Linked DNA regions of Mus musculus: region 1 is linked to region 2. A link is a contact called in public HiChIP or PLAC-seq data. All regions are on one chromosome and are shown on one strand. Each heading gives the region's core, a stretch centred on a gene start, on an enhancer-like site or on the middle of the called end of the contact. The rest is flanking DNA. Distances are from core to core; before and after follow the strand shown.

What was found. HiChIP or PLAC-seq counts read pairs in DNA pulled down with a chosen protein or histone mark.
Region 1: an H3K27ac HiChIP or PLAC-seq map of the HPC-7 cell line shows a contact between it and region 2, with 4 times the contacts expected there. The contact joins two enhancer-like sites. A contact is called at or near these places in 3 of 39 promoter capture datasets (the 3T3-L1 cell line and 3T3-L1-derived adipocytes), 5 of 484 Hi-C or Micro-C datasets (CD4 T cells, bone marrow, bone marrow-derived macrophages and 2 more) and 1 of 115 datasets of contacts at active chromatin or transcription factors (the HPC-7 cell line).

The regions. Positions count from the first base shown.
Region 1 is chr10:96,199,458-96,205,696 of GRCm38.p6, reverse strand. No RefSeq gene overlaps it. Among named protein-coding and RNA genes, the nearest start is that of Gm40746, 22 kb to the right of the region's middle. Within about 2 kb of position 4,251, at least 87 of the 459 cell types and tissues checked have an H3K27ac peak or open chromatin away from gene starts, as enhancers often do. A contact at or near this core is called in the HPC-7 cell line, where this site is marked.
Region 2 is chr10:96,145,740-96,152,052 of GRCm38.p6, reverse strand. No RefSeq gene overlaps it. Among named protein-coding and RNA genes, the nearest start is that of Gm40746, 32 kb to the left of the region's middle. Within about 2 kb of position 1,377, at least 30 of the 459 cell types and tissues checked have an H3K27ac peak or open chromatin away from gene starts, as enhancers often do. A contact at or near this core is called in the HPC-7 cell line, where this site is marked.

The sequences.
Region 1 (6,239 bases), core at 3,002-5,501, 51 kb before region 2:
GAACTTAACTTTGTCAAATAGTTCTTTATACATTTCCTTTCTGGGACTCCCATTACAGCTGAAAACTTATAATGTCCTGCTTATACTAGCAAACGATTTAAGGAATTTTACAATATAAATAATCACATTATTGGAGTCCCTTACAATCTTAGGGTCAAGCTACTGTGGAACAGCACCATCAAATACTTAGATGGCAAATTTTAAAAATAAAAAGGGAGCATATACGCCTACCTAAATCCCCATTGATTATGCTAAATTTACCATAGCTTTTAGCATAGCTTTTCTTCCCCTTTAAAGGCTAATTTTTCTGCTGCCCTAAGGTATTTTGCCCAAAAGGAGAAACAGCCTAAAGTATATGTTAAATGCAAAGATCTAGAAACCAATCTATTGAAAGGACCCAGTGTTTTTCTAACATCAGGGTAAAGTTATGCTTCTGTCCTCCCAGAAAATGAGCAAAGTCCCAGACGCCTCCCACCCTGATGCATCCCAGAGACCACACAAAAGAAGCATCTGACTATAGACAAGAAATCCATCCCGAGATGTCCCAAGAGGAAGACATCTCTCATCATCAATGACATAAGGTCAAAGACATAACACTATTGGATCCCAAAATTATGCTGCTATGTTTACTAACTCTATTACATATTAATTCTCAGCTTGTCAATGCAGAATCCAAATCCCTGTTTTGGGAGGAGGGATGAAGGCACACCTGTAATAGGAAGGAGATAGAATGATTTTGTTTTGCCATGCTAAGGATTTCTTTTTTTAATTACCAGTTCCAGGAGCTGTTACTAGGAAACAAAGAGAGGTCTCAAAAATGACCTGTATTACTAGTAAAACTACTAATATTGCAGTGAAAATAATAGCCGAAATTAATCAAGAGATAGGAGAATTAACTACAGTTTTGCAAAATAGAGCTAGGATAGACTGTTGCTCAAGCATAATGTCGGCTGTCAACTATTTCTTAGTATGTGTGGCTTAAAATGCATCTGTCAGATTTCTTTCATGCAATCCGTGGCCATATTAATAATCTGCATAAAGAGATAAACAAAATCTCTCAATAACCTTCGCATGGCCATCGTGGTTATGACTACTTTCCCCTTTCCTTGATTCTCTGTCTACTGTTCTTGTGATTCTGGCGTGCTTGCCTCTATGAGCTAGACTAGCCATGAAGGCAATGCTTTCAACCTTGCACCTATCACAGCCACAGTTTCCTCTTTAAAAAAAATAAAATAAGAAAGGAGGCAGTGTAGGAGGTACAGTGGTTCTTGTGCTTACAGATAAGCACCAGGGGAACCAGAAATGTTAGACACACAGTTTTTTCCCGTCAAGCGAAGAGACACATACCCCGTTATCTGCCCAGAAGGCAGAGAGCAGATGTGGTTATTAGCCTGGTGATCTTTTCGCTATCTGTGTGGCCAAGACCACAGTAGATCCTCCTCCAGACCCTTATCATGAGTTTGGTTTTGGTTGTTGTTTTGTTTTGTTTTGTTTTGTTCTGTCTTGTTTTTCAGTCAAGCCATAGAACACTTCCTTATGGAAAGTGTCACATGGACTGCACAGAGAATCTCAGGGCAGTTACATCTGAAGCCTTACTGTACACATGGAACTGAGTTATTATCACCAGGAAAGGTAATTGGGCTGTGCTTAATATGCCTAAAATAAACTATTCAAGGTTAGAGTCCTGAAGTCTGAACCAACACCAGCTATGCAGTGCTTTTGAACTGAACTACCTTCTGGCCTCCCAAAGAAAGATGCTCTGTTAGCCATGGTACCCACAGAAGCCTCGGACATGATTATCTTTAGAGGCTGGGAAGTCCAAATCAGGGCAGCTGCATGTGATGGAAAGGTAAGCAGGTATGTGAGAGAGAACTGAAGCATGGAAAAGGTAAACTCCCTTGGTAGTAGCAGCTTTCTATGGCGACAACTAACCTACTCCCATGATAACTGCATTAATCTATCCCTGAGGGCTCCATTAAGGTACCCAGCATCTCCTCCTTAGCCCTACAGCCCACCATGGCTCACTCAGGAACTCACTTCCCAACAGAGGTCTTCTGGGGGATAAAACCTTCAAACCAAGCAGAAATAAAACTGACTCATTGTGCTACTATTAAAAATGTCAGTGTTTAAAGTGTCCCAATATATATGGAAGCCACCCAAATTTCTCTACAACTGAATTTTCTCCTATCCTTATAACATTGATGAATATAGATTCAGACAATATTGACCTAAAAATAAATCCTAAAAATCAATTTGCAATATACTCCATGTATAAATTTTCAGACTACAACAAAAGTTTTTCCCAGTGAAAACCAACATCTATATTCTTTTTTGATGTTTAAGTTTGAACATGTCTTATTCAATACATAGATTGCTGGTACCATTTACCCATACAGCTAGTTGACAAATAAGGGGGAAAATGAGCTGAAATTAGTTGAAAACTTGTTCAAGTAAATAGAATGGATGGGGGAGATATCCTTGGTGAAATGTGATGCAGCCATCAAGGGGACAAGCAGCTTTGGTCTTAGGAAACACAAAGTTTGTTCCCAGCCACTGCAGGGATGTGCTGGCCTGGGAGGGGTGACATGTGACTGTTGTAGAAACCAGGAACACAGCAATGACTCTTGCCCTCCAAGTCTTCTACAGTCACCAAACCCACTGTTTATGGATTTTGTAAGTTTGTTAGAAGCCATCCACTAAGCCCTTTGAACTCTGGCAGAGGAGGGCTTTATAAATAGAATTTGAGCCCATGAGGTACTATCCCAGTGAAGCTAATTTCTCATGTTTCTTTGAAAGAAAAAAAATATTATTGCACAAGTGACCTAATAGGAGACAAACAGAGCAACCCAGCTTTCCAATCCACTAGTGTTTGAAACACTTTCCTGGGGGTCTCCTTTGATACATGGCTTAACATTTACCGTCTTTGTTGGTGACATTTCGAATCATTGTCTTTTTTTCTCAAAATAAAGGTTGGAGGGGCTGGCAAGGTATATTAGCAGTTAAAAGGGATAACTGCTCTTCCAGAGGACCCATTCAGTTCCTAGATCCCATGAAGGGCAACCTATAATTCCACCTTTAAGGGTTCTGACACCCTTACCCAGTCTCTTCAGGCACTGGTATACACTGGTTAAACACAGTATACAAATACATGCACATACATAAAAATAATTTAAGAAGAACAATCTTTTAAAAGCAAAATAAAATATGCAAGCCTGCAAGAAGCAGTTTCCGAAGAAGGTTTTTTGTTTGGTTGGTTGGTTGGTTGGTTGGTTTCAAAACACTTACAACTCTAGAATTTGAGAATTTGTTCTTAATTTAATGATAGGCAAGGGAGACATTTTGACAACAGTACACTCAGAAGGTATTTGCCAACCATTTAGTGAGCAAAGGGTTAACATCCAAACTATATGAGGAATCACTGTTCCGGCCACACTGTGAGACTCAGCTCTGGGAGAGCATCTGGCTGCCAGGCCGGGTCTCAGGCACTGACTTCAGGTCCCCTGTGCCTACTGAAGGTTCCGTTCAGAAGCCACCACTCTGCCTTCATCCAGGCCACCCAGAGGGAAGGCAGGACTTAGTGATGAACAGGACTGGCCTGCTCCCAGATGGGCCCCAGGAGCCAGGCTTGCTCTGCTCAATCATCAGCTAAGTGTAAGCCACCTTAACGTCACAGTGAGGGTTAGCCTCTGAAGAGAGAAAGCTGACGCGCACATATTGTCAAAAAAAAGAAAGAAAGAGAGAGAGAGAGAGAGAGAGAGAGAGAGAGAGAGAGAGGGGGGGAGAGAGAGAGAGAGAGAGAGAGAGAGAGAGAGAGAGAGAGAGAGAGAGAGAGAAAAGAAAACTTCTTTTAGTCCATTGCTGGGATGAACTTCGGGAAACCTACGCCACACCTACACCTCTATTCGTTGATTCGTCCTACATGTCTATCTGTTCCTCATCTGAAATGACACCCTTTGCACCTGTGCCTGTGGCCCTCAATCTGCTAAAGGTATGCAGCGCTTCAAATCCACATTGAGTGTCTAACCGTGTTAGACGGACTACTCAAAGCCTTGACGGAGAAAAACAGCATCTAAAGGTGATGTGAGGGTTAGATGCGCAGGTGCTGAAGGCAGGGAGGTGACTCCGAAGAGGTGGCAGCTGCTGGGAATGGCCCCAGTGAAGAAGCAATCCACCACAAAGGCACCGTGGCCTCAGAGCACTGCACAGATGAACGCTCTCCCGGGAAGCCCAGTTTCCTGTCAACAGTCACCCTGCCTTTTATCTTTCCTCTTTCTCAGCAACAGCAATAACAGCCGACGTCCGCACCACGCCCTGGGCTCTGTTCTAAGCAAGCTGCCTTCGTTTACTCTCATTTCTCGGAGGTAGAAACTGTTTGTCTTCGTTTTACAGACAGGGGAACCGAAGGAGAAGTCGATCGACATCCCCCTCAGGAAGTCGAGAGTCGGATTGGAACATTTTTGATTACAGTTCTTGAGAATAGACTTAGGCTCCTGCCTTCAGTGGGCAAGCGTCCTACTGCTCAATGAGCTGTGCTCCTAGAATTCTTACCCAGTGTGCCATCCGCCTTCTTACAGGACCCACATTCTGATGCCTGTCACGTGTGTCACCCCTGCTAGCAGATGACATGCTCTACGAGCAGCAAGCAAGGGAAATAAGTCCTTTATTCAGTCTCTGGCATTTACTTCATGACTGCTGTCTGCCAAATGTTTAACCCCTTCACACACACACACACACACACACACACGCACGCACGCACGCACGCACGCACGCACGCATGCACGAGCGCGCCTGAACTGGTTACATTGCATACCGTAGAACTCAGTCATCTCAGAGGTGGGTGGAACTGACAGAAGCATCACTGGGCATCAGAACTAGCAAAGGAAGACCTCACTCACATACACCTCTAGGCAGCCTCTCTAGCAGGAAGTTCCCGAGCTTGCCCACCTGACAATAAATGTGTGAGGTGTCTTACCTCTCACCCCCATAAAGAACACTAGGGGTAGATGCTGTTATCTGCACAATAAGGAAAGAACACACATGCTTCGGAAATCCATACAGCCAGCAAGGGGGGAAAAAGGCATTGAGACACTTGGATTCACTGCTTTTCCATGCTCCGCAGTTTGGTTGTAGAGTCTTCTTTTGTGGAATGGAATAAAATGCATAAGAAGTAAGCCTAAACAAACTCTGGTATTTATTAATAAGGTATCAACACACACGAACACACACACACACACACACACAATATATATATATATATATATGTATATGTATATGTATATGTATATGTATATGTATATGTATGTATATATATGTATGTGTGTATATATATATATGTATATATATATATATATATATATATATATATATATATATAGAGAGAGAGAGAGAGAGAGAGAGAGAGAGAGAATTCATCCCCAAACAATCTGGACAAGGACTATCTCCAGAGAAAAAGACACTCCAACAGTTTCTGGGGGTGTTTCCCATGTTGTATTCTTTGCCCTGAGTGGTAATGGCATTGAGTGGTAACACATTTGTTTGGTACCTGTACGTGCATTATGCCACCATATGTTCTGCCATCCATTCTAGTGGTTTTGGTGAGAGAGGTGGTCTTCCATACACTGCATTAGTTCTGGGTCAGAGAGGCGGGCTGCTTGACATTACAGTGGTCCTGGCAAGAGAGGAGTTTTTGTATATTAGTTTTCTACAAGACCCAAAGGGACCAGTTCTTGAGAAGGTGCCTTGAAAGAGTTGAGGTCATCTTCTCCCTAAGCTCTAGGTCTCCGGATGCTATGTTCCCTCTAATCAGTCCATATATGAGGCCAGTATGCAAGAGAGGAGAGTTGGCTATACTTTGGAGGGAGAAGAACCAAGTAGCCATGTGAGGTCTCAGAGAGGTGTTGGGGTGGGGGTGGGGGTGGGGAGTGGCCACTTCTACAGTTGAGTGGTCAGGGATGTTTAGCAGGAACTAGCTATATCTTAACAATTAAAGTTTAGTGTTGGGAGCCGCGCCCACATTCGCCGTTACAAGATGGCGCTGACAGCTGTGTTCTAAGTGGTAAACAAATAATCTGCGCATATGCCGAGGGTGGTTCTCTACTCCATGTGCTCTGCCTTCCCCGTGACGTCAACTCGGCCGATGGGCTGCAGCCAATCAGGGAGTGACACGTCCTAGGCGAAGGAGAATTCTCCTTAATAGGGACGGGGTTTCGTTTTCTCTCTCTCTTGCTTCTTGCTCTCTT
Region 2 (6,313 bases), core at 128-2,627:
AGGTTTCTGCCAGAACTGGACTCTCAGCTGAGCGGCTCAACCAGATTGAAAACATCCATTTGTGATAGCACATCTAAAGGTCGAAATCCAGCCTGGAAAAAGACAATTAGGAAGGTCAAATCTATGAATGCAACTTGTTTGCAAGCAAATAATACCAGTCTGTTTAGCTGAGTTCATCACTCTTGTTGAATAGTAGCCTTCATCCCCCATGTTGGTTTTCTGCCATTATTGATGTCCACTGCTAAGGATACTCTAATTGTAAGGTAGGCATAGATGGATCACAAAAGCTCCCAGGCTATCAGACTACTCATCCAGTGCTGACTTTGTTACAGGCACAAGACTAGTCACAGCAAGATGAAAATGAGTACCCCACACGCCAACAGACAAGAATCACACCAGCAGATCAACCACAGTGCCTGAAAACAACCTAGATATGTCTAGAGTCCTCAACCACCATCAGCTCTCGACCCTCTGGAGGAAGATCTCAAAGAGCAAAGCCAAGAAGACTGAACACCTGAACAGTAGCAAAGGTCATGGTGCCCATCTTAGTCCACAGTGTGATAAGCAGTCCTTCCGGGACCTTCATGTGTGTTACACTGTGTCCACAAGTGGCCACTGAGAAGAAACAGTCCACCTCAACCATCTGGATAAAGCTGTGTGTCCCAGCACACATACTGGTTGTATGCTGTAAACTTTCTGAACCTTGGTTGCTTCCCTTAAAAACTGAGTAGAAATGCCAACTCTAGGAGTCAAAGCTATGATACGGCAGAAGTGCTTTGTGCCTTATCCGAGTAAGTCCTCCTCTCATGCTCTGAGTGACATTGGGGATTGACCTAACTAAGGTGAGGACAGAATGAAGAAAGGACAGATGCACGTACAGAAGTGCTGGGATCATGTGGGCTGTTCTTGCTCTGATGAGGGATGCCAAAAGCAACCTGTAATGTCAGTATGTTTATTTTAGACACCTGAATGGAGGGTGTAGTGATCATGTACAGCTGGACAAGAAGGTAGGTTTACGGTACAGCGATGAATAGGGAGGAATGTTTAGCTAATCTTGTAGGAGGTCTCTGTGGAGAACCCCATCTCAGGCTGTAGTCATCTCAGAGGAGGAAACTGTGGTTAATAGTTTCTGAACCGAGTAGTCAATCGTTGGCAAACACTTGGACTTGCATTATAGGACAGCTTTGCCAGATCCCTGAGCCTCGCCCTAGGTAGGCTTTGGGACTTGCGTGGGTCAGAGGCATTGGCATTCCTGCCGTGCTCTGCCCCTGTCAAAAATGCACACTCACTCGGGGACTTAGTCCACTGCTCACACACTCACTGAGGGCTCCCCTCACTCACCACATACTCCAGGAAAGGAAATCAGCAGATTCGCCTTCACACTACTGCTCAATGCAGATGCTATGTAGATAATGTAAGAAGACAGGGTACGCTGGTGTCACACTGCTATAAATGTCCCTTCACTAGTCCCAGGGGGGAAGCTTGTGCAATAGTATTTCACAGAGCGCAAACAACAGCCTTGAGGGGCTGCCCTTGGGGTTACTACTATCCCAAGTTTCAAATCTTTAAAGACAAAAAATGTGTTGGAGGAGATATAAAACAGATGTTCACAGCAGAAAGTCCGACCAGCCAAGCTGTGGTCACCTCTAGATGGATATTGCTGTTGAAACTTCTCTAAGTTAATATCCATGGATTAGTAAATTGAAGTGTCTGAAACAGAAGCAAACACCCACTCTTTCTCTGTGTAAATCTACTCACCTTTTTAACATTTAAGGTGCCCAAGGCTAGATATACTTTTGCTAGTAATGTGGGGCTTTGAGGTTTTAACAATACAGGCATGGAGACATCTGTATAGTAGAAGGGTGTTAATCTGTTTGCTGGGGCAGTCTCTCAGCTAGCCCATCTAACATAAGCTGACTTCTCTTGCATTCCACCCGATGGCTCTCATTGATGTCTCCCTTCTGTCTCTTCCTCTCTCTTTCTCTTCATCCTTCTGCCTCGGCCCCAGCTGCCAGCTCTTTATTATGCAAAAAACACCATACTTCTTACTCATCTAGTTAGTGTTGGGGGCTACATGACCTTCACAGGTTGTTTACCGCTTTGGGCAGGTGAGGAAGGACAAACATTTCCATATCCCTCTATCCTGGCACCCCTGACACAGAAATTAACAGTTGAGAACTCAGGGACATATTTTTGTAGCCAGTTGATACAATGTGTGTGGGTTATCTCAACAGGCTAGTCCACTACAATCCTATAATTATAACCCCCCTTTCTATTGCCTAGTGAAGCTAAATTTCTGAAACCGCCTGAGCAAACAAAGCAATTTTTATTTTTAAACATCCATTGTTTTAGCCTCTTTGTCCCCCGAGCCATAATGAGACATGTACAGAATTTCTAATTTTAGATTCCTTGAACTACAGGAATATTTTCTTTCACAAAGAAAAAAAAAATAAACAGAGAAATTACTATCCAAAAAATCTCATCCCTCTGGTGACTGTGTTGGAGAGAGCCCAGGACAGTGAAGACGTTTCAGTATGCCTGTGACTTTGTCCCAGAAGCCACCACACTTGAAATGGCTTGTGAAGATGTTCTACGTTTCTCGTGACCTCAAACAGATGAATCTGCTTCGAATGACTTAGAGAGGCGGAGAGAAATTTCTCAGGAGCCGCAGAACTTATAATCTGAGTTACTATATTTCTGAACTGAGAAGTTTGGCAGAAGAATCAAAATACACCACCTTCTGAGAATCTACATGGAGAAATCTCTGATAGCAGTTAAGGTCAGTTAAGTGGAGGTCCCACAATCTCAGTATAAAGACAACGAGGGTGAGAGATACAGCATGGCTCATTCTTGACTCTTGACAATGAATTCTATAATTTCATGTCCCTCTTTAACTTGCATGAGTGTGGCGAGGCCCTACTCACTTGGAAATTATAAGCACATACACTTTTAACTTTTATATACCCATCTATGTAGGGTAGAAAGAGTAGAGGTTATGAAGCCATCCTTAGCATATTGATAAGGCAGGAATTAACTTAGAAACACCAAAAACTTTAAAGGGGAGAAATTATTAGTAAGAAAATTCAGTTCTTCTCTGTTTGTTTTCTTAAATTAGCAGGCTGGGTCACGGCTCTTCTTGGACCTCTGGTATATTCACACGCCTACACACACACACACACACACACACACACACACACACAAAAGAATTTTTCAAGTGTTCATAATATTTAGTGATTCTCAAGTCAATTCCGGGAGAAGGAAGAATGGCATCAGAGGGAACCAGTTATGGAACATGGGCTCTGCTGGGCAAAGCTCAGCTGACTCTTCTTCTCAAATACCCTTTGAAGTAGGCATCAGTATCCCTTCGCTCTGCACTGAAAAGCTGGGTTTGAGAGAGACCAAGTGGCTTACTCTGGACCAGAGGATCCTGGTGTGGACAGAACTATTGAATTACTCCCTGTCAGACTTAGGGCTTCCCACCACCACCCCAACCCTCAGAAACGCCACGGTTATAACTCATCTTTTAATTGCAGGGAGGCAGGACTCTCAGAAAGGGAGACAAATCTAGAAACCAAATCTCTGACCTTCTAATGCTGCGGGTTTGGGCAGGCTGCCAAGTTGCTCAGGGAGGCATGGAGAAAATAAGTACGGTCCCTTCAAAGAAATTTCTTTCACGGGGGGTGGGGGGGGAAGAGGCTATAAAAAATCGTGTTCTCCCACTCCCGGCCTCCAGGGGACAAGAATGATTTCCCCTCAGGCAGTGATCATCGCGGAGCTGATCAAACTGTCATTTTTACTCAGGCCCCTGGCAAGCACTGAATCACATTTGCAGCTTGTTTTCATTAACCTTAAAGTACCCTCCGGTCTAAATATTTATTCCAGTTCTTCAGCTGACCTCCGCTTTTATATATTCATATATCCTCAAGTACCAGTTTCAACACTTTTATATTAGCTTGTAAATTATGCATGTGCTCTAATGAACCAGATGCCTATGTAATCCATAGGTAAGGCAAATGATTGTTTCATTTACTGGGGACCCTCTTTAGCACCTGATATAGTTGTTGGTATATCTTAATCTTTATTACGACATAATATGCTTTCTTTGCTCTGTGGGTTCTATTCACTAGATTCAAGTTGAGCTTTGTCTTTTGGGGTTTTGTTTGTTTGTTTGTTTGTTTTTTTGTTTGTTTTATTTTCCCTTTATTCAATCAATGAAACTTTACCAAGTGTCTACCCAGTTGCCAGGGTATAGGTGGTACTTCCAAAAGAGGCAGCACACATGTCACATCTGCTTTCAGGAAGGCCAAGCAGTTGTCATGTTCTGCACGGAAGGGCCAAGGACAAGGTGACAGAGGCCTTCATGAACAGAAAACAAGACCTCAATGGAAGTAACTTCTTTCAAAACTTGGGAAAGGCTGATGCGTCTGGAACTCTGAGAACAAAAGAATGGCTTCATCTTGAGGCAGAGAAGAAAGCCGAGACAAGAGTCAGATCTTAGGATCGTGGATAGAGATGATACTCAAAGTCATCTGGACAATAAATATGGGTGTGGGAGATGCTGATAAAATCAAAAGTGAAACAGTGTGTATCCAACACTCTATGCTAAAGGAAAATCTGAAATAGTCACCACTTTAATGCTTTCACATAGAGGTTGCCATCAAAATGTAAAACAGCTCCTTCTAAGCTTACCATCAAATCCCCAAGTTGACAGATAAGAAAATAGATGATGAAGGGTATAGAATTATTTTGTTGGGACTGGGGAGAGAAGTTTGTGTATCCAATGGGAGTCTTGGGTTGCCTTCATAAAGTGTACCCTGTTGCTGCTCAGAGGTCATTTCATGGGCTAGATATTAGCAGGGAAATCAGCAGATAGACACCTCTCTGTAACATTGTCCTTGAGCTCCATTCCTGAGGCGTGTAATTGACAGTAGAGGAGAATACACAAGACAGGCTTTATAAATTATTCTAATAAGCAGAAGTCCATTGCCTAGATTATCCATGCACATGCGTGTCTAACCTTGAATGTTTACAAGGGGAAGAAAACAAATTGACTTTCATCACTGAACGGCCACTTGGAATTTGTAACACTTAAGATCTAGGTGCGACACTTTGGTGGATATGACCCTTCCTTTATTCACTTTAATTTTAAGAAGATCGTGGAAGCTTGTTTCCAGGTAGAATTAAGTGGTCTCATTTCTATCTTTAATGGAGGAAAGAAAAGGGGAAGAGAATATTTTTATATGTTTCTGGGTCAGTAAGATAACTCAGTGAGTAAAGAGGCTCACGGCCAAACCCAGTGACCTGAGCTCAATCGCCAGGACTCATACAGTGGAAAGATCTTTTAACAGTTGTTCCTTGATGCCTTTCACACAGGCATCCGGTGATGCACAGGCAAATGTACATGCAAACACATACAAAAATGGTTGTTGTTTATTTTCTTCAAAAAGAAACTATTCACATAACCACTGAACTTTGTTAGTTCCCTCTGGCCACTCCCCCCCCCCACACACACACACACAAAAGAGCTTTTATTGAAATAATATTTTCTTGTCAGTAAATGAGAAGGGAATCTGATGGGGGTTGGGAGGATGCACAGCAAGTGGGAATGTCCTCAAAATTCATACATCTCTAGAGCCTAAGCAACCTCCCCAACTCCAGAGAGAGTTGTAGAAATGCCCTCAAGTAGGCAGCCATGAACATTACCCAGCCACCCTGCTGCAGGCTGCTGCCCTTCTATTCAAAACACCCTGGCATTCATAGAGTGACTCGGGGATTAAGACCATAAAACCAAATGGTCCAGTCCCTAGATTTCATGAGTTCTGTCTTCTCACAGTCTTTTCCATTACTAACTATTGTGTCTTTCCACTGTGTCCTTCAACTGACACTCATTCATCACCCCGTCCAAACCTCCATGCTTTTATGGCCTCAGTTTATCCCAATTCATGCCACCTGACTTTGGGTGTCCACTCTTCTCTGAGTTCTACTGTGTTTTTTGTAAGCTGTCCTAACAACCTCTGGTAGCCTGTCCTGGTTTGGCACAACTATTTTACCACTTTGTTGACTATTGTCAAAGCTATGGTTTTGCTACCCATGGTTCAAGCAGTCACCTCTCTCCTACTAAGGTTTCAACAAGAGAAGTCACACAGAGACTCATGCAGCTCTGTGATATGACCACCTGGGTTCAAATACCGACTCTGTCACATGCCAGCCTAAGGAGTTAGGAGTAAATTCCTCAACATCTCCTTTGTGAAAGAAAGGTACTTATAGCATCCTTTCTCACTGATTTGTTCTGGTTTTATTGTCAATATTGTTT